Regions from separate parts of the Gossypium hirsutum genome. Here regions 2 and 3 are each linked to region 1. A link is a contact called in public Hi-C data. All regions are on one chromosome and are shown on one strand. Each heading gives the region's core, a stretch centred on a gene start, on an enhancer-like site or on the middle of the called end of the contact. The rest is flanking DNA. Distances are from core to core; before and after follow the strand shown.

Region 1 (2,772 bases), core at 162-2,661:
AGTTCAAGTGTTGAAATACCATTTGCATTGGATTATTGGAATGCATACAAAGCTTAGATTAGTCAAGCAATTGTAAAGAGCCTCTTTTGCATTTCTATTAAATAAATATGTATCATTTGTTTTAGATGTGTTCATGCTAAAAATTTAAGCTTAAATGAGTTTAAGTACCTGAGAATTAAAGTTGTGTTTAATTAACTGAAAAATTAAGTGCTGAATTTTTACTACTAAATTATATAAGTGCTAAATTTATATTAAAAAATTGTTTAGTAAATTGGTAAATTATGTTGTTTGATAAAAGTAAACATTGGTTTTTAAAAGATAATATATTTTTTTATTTTTAATTTTATTAAATAATTTTTTATATTATTTTGAATAGTTTTGGATGACAGATAAATATATTAATTTGAATATTTTATTTTATAAAAAATTTACTTCAATTTTTTAATATAATAAAATCAACTTAAAATTTTTTATATTATTTGTATTTTATTTTATTCAACACTTTTTTTTGTTAAAAAATTATACTAAGTAAAAAGAATTATTATTAAACACATTTAAAATATTAAATAGGTCAGAGGAATAAAACATTTAGAAACTCCGACAATTTGTACTTCTACAAGAACCCATCGCGGACGATATTGGTATAGATTGACAAAAGATGGAATGATGGTGGTAGATGAGAGGTGTGGATTGAAAGACGAGTGAAGCTGCTAGGTTTTCTCAGATTTTAGGAGTAATTTGGATTTAGTCTTGTTGTTTATTTTGTTGTTTTGATTTTTCTTTTAAGGTTTTAAATCTGGGTTTCTTGTTTTTGGTCGATTAAAGCCTCTTAAGAAATAATTTGACAAGTCTGGCTTTTTTATTAATTAGAAACATTACCAACATTTGGTGGATTAGACTGTGAAGGACACGTGTCCCCCATACAGACAATATAATCATATTTATGATTTATTGGAATCCATTCCTTATTTTTTTTTCAAAAGAAAAAAATTAAATATTGAAAATTTTCATTTCAGTCTAAAATTGAACAAAACTAGCAAAAATTTTTCTTTAGAGACTTTTTTATTTATAACTAATTTTAGAAGAAGAAAAAAAAAGAAAACTTGAAAAAATAAGACTAATAATTTTCATAGAGAAAATTGATAACTTTCATGTAATATAAATTATCTTTATCATGAATAAAAAATATTTTAATTTATAAATTTATGTGCTTAATGTAAAAAAAAATTATTATTTTCTTAAAAAAAATCTTAAATATAGAACGAAAAGAAAAAAAACGAAAATTGTTACAAATAGCATTTAACCAAGAACGCTGTGAGCGTAGCCCATGTCAAGTTCAGCCCAATCCAAAATTCCCCGGCCCAAAATTCTTCAACGTCTATATTTTGAATATTTAAATTCAAAATCTAAAGCGCCTAACTTTCCGTCTCCTCCGTCTCTCAATTTTTTCTCTTCAATGGCGACGGCGACCCCTACTCCAACTAAAACCCCAGTAGACAAATCTAGAGGATCTCACTCTCACCACCAAGAAGATGATTCTTCCTCATCTCGGTCCCGTTTCGAAGCCTACAATCGCCTCCAAGCCATGGCAGTGGCCTTCGGAGAGAAGCTGCCGATCCCGGAAATCGTAGCCCTCGGCGGTCAATCTGATGGCAAAAGCTCTCTCCTTGAAGCTTTGCTTGGATTCCGTTTCAATGTGCGTGAAGTTGAAATGGGTACTCGTCGACCTCTCATTTTACAGATGGTTCATGACCCTTCTGCACTTGAGCCTCGTTGTCACTTTCAGGTGGTTTTTGCTTTTGGAGTTGGGTGCTTTTGGTTTAATGACTTTATTTTTTGGGGTTTGTTTTTATGTTTCTATTTAAAGTTTTGTATTGATTTTGTTATATGCTGAATTGGGCTTTTATCTGTGTTTATTTAATTTATATGAATTAATAACTGGATTTTGGATGGGAGAATTGATCATATTAATAACTGGATTTTGGATGGGAGAATTTCAAACTGTATGATCAAAAGAAATATTTAGAATTTATGATCGAAAAATTTAAGGCTTTTTCTTTATAATAAAATAGACGGATCAATTTTGTTATAAAGTTAGTGAAAATATCGATAATGTAACTATTTACCAAAGATTTATTTTGTTTTAGATCTGAATAATCTTAAACTATAGGGTTAATGTTTGCTAGAAAAAAGTTTTCTGTAACATCTGGGTCTTCATTGAGTAAATGCTCCATTTGAGCAGCATCCTATGTTTGCATTGTCTTCTTTTCCGTTGATACTTAAAATTGACAATTGAAAACAGGAAGAAGATTCTGAAGAATATGGAAGTCCAGTTGTTTCAGCATCAACAATTGCGGATGTCATAAAATCAAGAACCGAGGCACTTCTGAAAAAGACTAAAACTTCTGTTTCTCCTAAGCCAATTGTAATGAGAGCTGAATTTGCACACTGTCCTAACCTCACCATCATTGATACCCCAGGATTTGTTCTGAAGGTAGCTTGCTGATTCATCTGAAAAAGGAAAATTCAGATTTGGATTGATTGAAATCTTTGTAGTAAAATGATCTTATTTATGAATCACATTTTATGGTTGGAAATTTTTTGGCAGGCGAAGAAGGGAGAACCAGAGAATACTCCACAGGAGATTCTATCCATGGTGAAGTCATTAGCTAGTCCTCCCCATCGTATTCTGTTGTTCCTTCAGCAGAGTAGTGTGGAATGGTGCTCATCATTATGGTTGGACTCAATTAGGGAAATTGATCCAACCTTTAG
Region 2 (2,772 bases), core at 102-2,601, 150 kb before region 1:
TAGCTATTTTTCCATTATTTATTAGAATAGGCTGAAAACACCAAAATGCGTCTACATAGGAGTGTTTTAGGGAGATATTCTAGTAAAACGCATCCTTGAGGGAGCAATTTTGTCATGTCAGTACAAAACGCGCTGACGTGGACGCGCTTTGCTGACTTGGCAAAATCACTCCCTCATAGATACATTTTAGCCCGTGTAAGATAAATTTTTATATTTTTAATTTTTTGGAATTTAATTGTATATTTTTTAAATTGATGCCTAATTATCGATATAATTTCTTTTGTTAAATTAGATGGTATGACATTTTGAAATTAATTTTTTTTTCATATTGATATCAATATAACTAAAAAAATGACGTTTGCAATGAATTTGAATTTAACAAAATAATTTTAACTATGTTAATAATTTCACTTTAATTTTGAAATTTAAACTATAGAGAGATTAAGTGTCTAAAAATTAAAAATATAAAGTTTAAATTTTAAATTTACGAAAAGTATAATAATGACCGAGCTTGGCATTAAATTGGGGGCTACCTATTTTTTTTTAAAATTTTGGGTTTTAATGAGAATTTTTAAAAATTTGGATAGATATATTTAAAATTTTCAAAAATTTACAAAAAAAATTTTTTTGGAAGAGCGTAATTAAATTTTAAAATTTTTTTGAAAGGTATAGAGAAAATTTTTAAAAATTTTGAGAGACTTAATTAAAATTCTAAAAAGATTTAAGGGTATAATGAAATTTTAAAAACTTTGGGGTTAAAGCCCCTCAATCCTTTTGCATATTTTAACCAAAATATTTTCATTAAAAATAATTGAAAACTTGCATCTTGTTTTTTTTAGATTAATTTGTCAAAAACAAAATTGAGCATTTTTAGCTGGGTAAATTAGAAAAACATATTGTTTTTTTTTGTAAAATTTAAGTCGATTTTGGAGAGAAAAACAGAAAACACTTTTTACAAAATGTATTTATTTTGATACATTAATTCTTTCAATTAAATGGTTAAATGTTAGTGGTTTTTTTTAAGTCTTGGATTTGATTTCTTTACTGCTCACATTTGTATTTTTTATTTCATATTATTTTAAATTTTTAAAAATTTTAATCAATTTTTTAATTAGTAAATATATTATTTTAAAAATTTAAATTATTTTAAAAAATTAAAATAAAATAAAAAATATAAATGTGAGCATGAGAAGAATCAAATTTGAGATCCAAGAATAAAACTATTAACATTTAATTATCTAATAAAAAATCTAATATATAAAAAATGTATTTTATAAAATCAATTTCTATTTCTCTATATTGATCTATTTCCTAAATATAAAAAAAAGTACTACCTCAGAGCTATTATGATGTTTTAGAAATATTGAATTATGATTAATTTTTTTCTTTCAAACATGAAAAAGTACTACCTCTTAGCTCTTCTTTTCATGTACCTAACGTTCAATTATTGAAAGAAAAATGCTCCTTTGAGTGGATTCATTTTACACCTCTTCTTTTCATTTACGTCCCATTTAATCTCTTATTTTATTTCTCTATCTTAGCAACGCCTAGCTTAACCGGCGGTCTCCAGGAAGCTATTGTCGTCAGATCAGCTAAAAACTACAGCCTGAAGTTCAAACACTAAAAAATTGCAGACGCCAATCTGCGATGGTCCCAAATGAATGAGCCTGCCTGCAGATTGTGCACCTCAACACTTGTATTTAACGGTACGTAATCCCAATCTTCTTACTGCTCCATTTGTTCAGAATAACAAAACCAGTATTTTCAAAACTGGACCAAATTAGTTGATTGAATCAAGAATAGATGAGGGTATTAGCTAGAAGATAGGAGTTGACTAGAACTTTTTAGAGGTCGAAATTAAATTTTAATTTTTAATAACATATATGTTTGTAATTTTTAAAAAATTAAATTAAATTTTTATATTTTTAGAAGGTGAAAGTGTAATTTTACTTTTATTAATTTAAATTTAAAAATTTTAAGACTTAAATGAATAATTTTTCATTTTAAGGTGTCCATCCTTACCAGCCCCCTAAATATGCTATTGGGTGAAAATGATTGACTCGTCAATCGATATAAACTAGATGAACCAAGCAAAAAAATTTGGTTGAATCACTATTTTTATTTTAAAAATATTTTTTATGAATATTTAAAATTTTATTTAATTGAATCGGAAAAATTGATCAAACTGAAAATTTGTGCTTGACCGATTTGACCAAAGAAAAAAAGAAAAAATATATGTGTAAAAGAGAAAATATTACAACTTTTTTTTTTCTACATATCTTTTAAATAGATTGAATGTTTTAACTAACTATTGAATTAACAGAAGTACTTATTTGGGAACAAAAAGAAATTTAGGTTTCATTTGTGATAAAAAAATGTTTAGGTATCAATATAGGAAAAAATGCATAGTTTAGGTACTAATTTGTAGGTTAAGCTTTTTTAAAGGAAAAAAAATAGATTTAACAATTTGACTGATTGTTTGGTTAACGGAGGAGGTACCAATTTAGGAAAAAAAAGTTTAAGTACGAAAACAAGAGAATTTAAATACCAATTTGTGAGTTAAACCTAAAGAAATACTTACAAGAATACTATATGTTCAATAAATGCAAAAAAAAAAAACATGTTTAAACGCTATTAGCACATTTTACATTGTTTATGAATTTGGGGATAAATATCAAATTTATAGAGTACTTTACTTTAATGTATAATTTAATACATGTGTTCTTATTTGGTATAGTTATACATATGAAACTTGAATTGTAGTTCATATGT
Region 3 (2,772 bases), core at 144-2,643, 130 kb before region 1:
TGTTGGAACTTCTTATCACTTTATTACTTGATCAACACATGCATTTGCGTTATAAATTTCAATTATCAAGTTTTTAATATTTAAAAATATTTTTTAAAATTTTGTTTATTAAATTAAATAAATACTATAATATTACAGATATTTATTTTTTAAAAATATTTATTTTAAATATGTCTTAGAATTGTATTTTTAAAATTAAAACACTTGTATTTATAGTATTTATTGTATAAAACATTTGTAATTATAAAATTTAGTATATTATAATATTATAAGTTAATTAAGAAAATATTAGATTAACATAATTATTAAAAATAAATTTTAACAAAAAAATTATAAAAGTACTTATTGCTTCATATTTTATAATTATGTATGATTTATATAACAAAATTTAATCATACAAAATTATCCTTTTTTTAAAAATATAATTTGCTTCCTTATAGTTTATTAATAAAATAAAATATCACTACCTTATATATATATATATATATCATATTCAATATCTAATTTACATTAGTCCAAAAATATCATTTAATAATTATATTATTGAAATATTATGTTTAAATTTATTTATTATATTATTAATAAAAATTATAACAAATATAATATATTTTAATTAATACATATAATCGATAGCACAAGTAAATAAATGTTTTAATCTATGATAGATACATAGATAGATGATATATAATTATATATTACAAGAAGTTTTTGTACTTTTTGAAAATTAAAAATTAATCTTTATATTTTAATTTTGAAACACTGAATGTTGATTTCATCTAAATTTTCCAATAGTGACTATTTAATGAAGGTAAAATAATTTTTTAATCTTCAATATTTATAATTTTTTATCAATTTGGTCTTTACTTTTTTTTAAATATTTATTTTTAAAAATATGAATTTATGAAAAATAAAAACTGTCTTAAATTCAAAAAATAAAAAATAATTTTTAATATATAAAAACTTTAAAATTCAATGTTGTTTAAACCATTCAACTTATTGTCCAAAATGTAATATAAAAATTTATATTAGATTATTTTTTTGAATTTTAAATGGTTTTCATTTCTTTCATAATTTTAGATTTTTAAAAATATTTTAAAATTTTAATTAAAATATGGAAAAAAATAAAAAAATAAAAAATTTTATTTACTTTTAAAGGTAAGGACTAAATTGATAAAAATTGATAAAAATGTACATATTTAGGGTTAAAAAATTATTTTACCTTTCTATGGAGCCTCTAACGGAAAAATAAGATGGAGAGAAAAATATTTTTAAATAAAAAAGCAAAAGGACTCAATGTTTAAATTAAAGTATAGGGACTCAATGTTTAAATAAATTTTAAAAAATACAGGGACCTTTGGCAGATTTAAACCATAGCGTTTGTAAGGAAGTTCTCAGTGTATTTGTTTAAGCATAACGCGTTGACGCTTAGAGTAAAGAAGCTGACTTATCCCATCAACGTTAGCTAAACCGTTTCGCAGAGCAAAACCCAGTTAGGTGATGCAACTGGACTCATCAGGAAGCATTAACAATCACAATGATGCCCACAAGTAAGGAACTAGTTTTCTTTCTTAGATTCTGCATATATAAATTCATTATGGGTAGAAATGCAGTAAATATGAACAAAATATGTTTCTGGAAAAAATGGAAGATTTATTTTTGCAAATCACTAGTTAGCTGCGTTATATGTTTGAGTAAGTCTTGTTTGTTCGTGCATATGCAGTAGTTGGTAGCTTAATTTTGGTGAGGAAAAGCCGAAAGATGATGAGGGTATTTCCTCCCTCATTATTGAAGTTGTGGAAGGAATGGGAGATCCGAGCAATGGTTGTAACCAGCCTTGTGCTCCAAATTTTGCTCATTTCATTTGGCAAGCGCAGAAAAAGGAGTTCAAAAAGAAGGATTAGAGCTGCTGTTGGTGTTCCTATTTGTTGGCTGATTCTGTAGCAAGTATCGCCCTTGGCATACTAACAAATGACCTGGCTGATATATATGATAAGGAAGACGCTATTGACGTCAGCACTGAGCTTAAAGCAACGTGGGCACCCTTTCTCCTACTGCACATGGGCGGCCCAGATGCCATTACGGCTTACTCCCTGGAAGACAATCAGCTATGGTTAAGGCACCTTTTTGGACTAATTGTCCAGACAACTGTGACAATATACATCTTCCTCATGGCATGGACAGGTTCCCTTCTCTCCAGGCTAACCATTCCAATGATTGTGGCTGGATCAATTAAGTATGCTGAGAGGACATGGACTCTATGGAGAGCCAGCACTGGCGAATTACGAGACTTGATGCTAACTTCTCCAGATCCTGGTCCTAATTACCCCAAGTTGATGGATGAATACAGTCTGAGGAAATCTGAGGGGTTCTTGGTGACTATAGAAGAGGTGAATGAAGGTGCGCAAGAATTGGATATAATAACCTCTGACAAAGACAATATCATTAAAGCCACTGCGATGTTTGAGATATTCAAGCGTCTGTTTGCAGATCTCATCCTAAGCTTTAAAGACAAGGAGAAAAGCCAACATTTATTCGAGGACGAAAAGATGAGTTCGAAGGATGCTTTTGATGTTGTGGCCATTGAACTAGGATTCATGTATGATTTACTATACACCAAAGCTATGGTAAATTATACTCGTTCTGGTTTGGTTTGCCGCTTTACTACTGTCCTTCTCACCTGTCTTGCTTTGGGGCTGTTCTCTACTGATAACCTGAACAAGAATGAAAAGGCTGATGTATGCATCACTTTTCTTTTGCTTGTTGTAGCTGTTC

Evidence for each region. A called contact is a pair of places that touch in the nucleus more often than the background predicts.
Region 2: a Hi-C map of leaf shows a contact between it and region 1, with 3 times the contacts expected there. The contact joins the promoter of LOC107948659 here to the promoter of LOC107948664 in region 1. A contact is called at or near these places in 8 of 34 Hi-C or Micro-C datasets (callus, hypocotyl and leaf).
Region 3: a Hi-C map of leaf shows a contact between it and region 1, with 2.8 times the contacts expected there. The contact joins the promoter of LOC107948660 here to the promoter of LOC107948664 in region 1. A contact is called at or near these places in 10 of 34 Hi-C or Micro-C datasets (callus, cotyledon, hypocotyl and 1 more).

What each region holds. Positions count from the first base shown.
Region 1 is chrA04:6,989,197-6,991,968 of Gossypium_hirsutum_v2.1, forward strand. It overlaps LOC107948664 (dynamin-related protein 5A), which reads left to right and starts at 1,412. Exons shown (of 8, transcript XM_041110822.1): 1 at 1,412-1,786; 2 at 2,303-2,494; 3 at 2,609-2,772. The coding sequence starts at 1,457.
Region 2 is chrA04:6,837,815-6,840,586 of Gossypium_hirsutum_v2.1, forward strand. It overlaps LOC107948659 (probable disease resistance RPP8-like protein 2), which reads left to right and starts at 1,352. Exons shown (of 3, transcript XM_016883283.2): 1 at 1,352-1,706.
Region 3 is chrA04:6,858,159-6,860,930 of Gossypium_hirsutum_v2.1, forward strand. It overlaps LOC107948660, which reads left to right and starts at 1,394. Exons shown (of 2, transcript XM_016883284.2): 1 at 1,394-1,547; 2 at 1,721-2,772. The coding sequence starts at 2,058.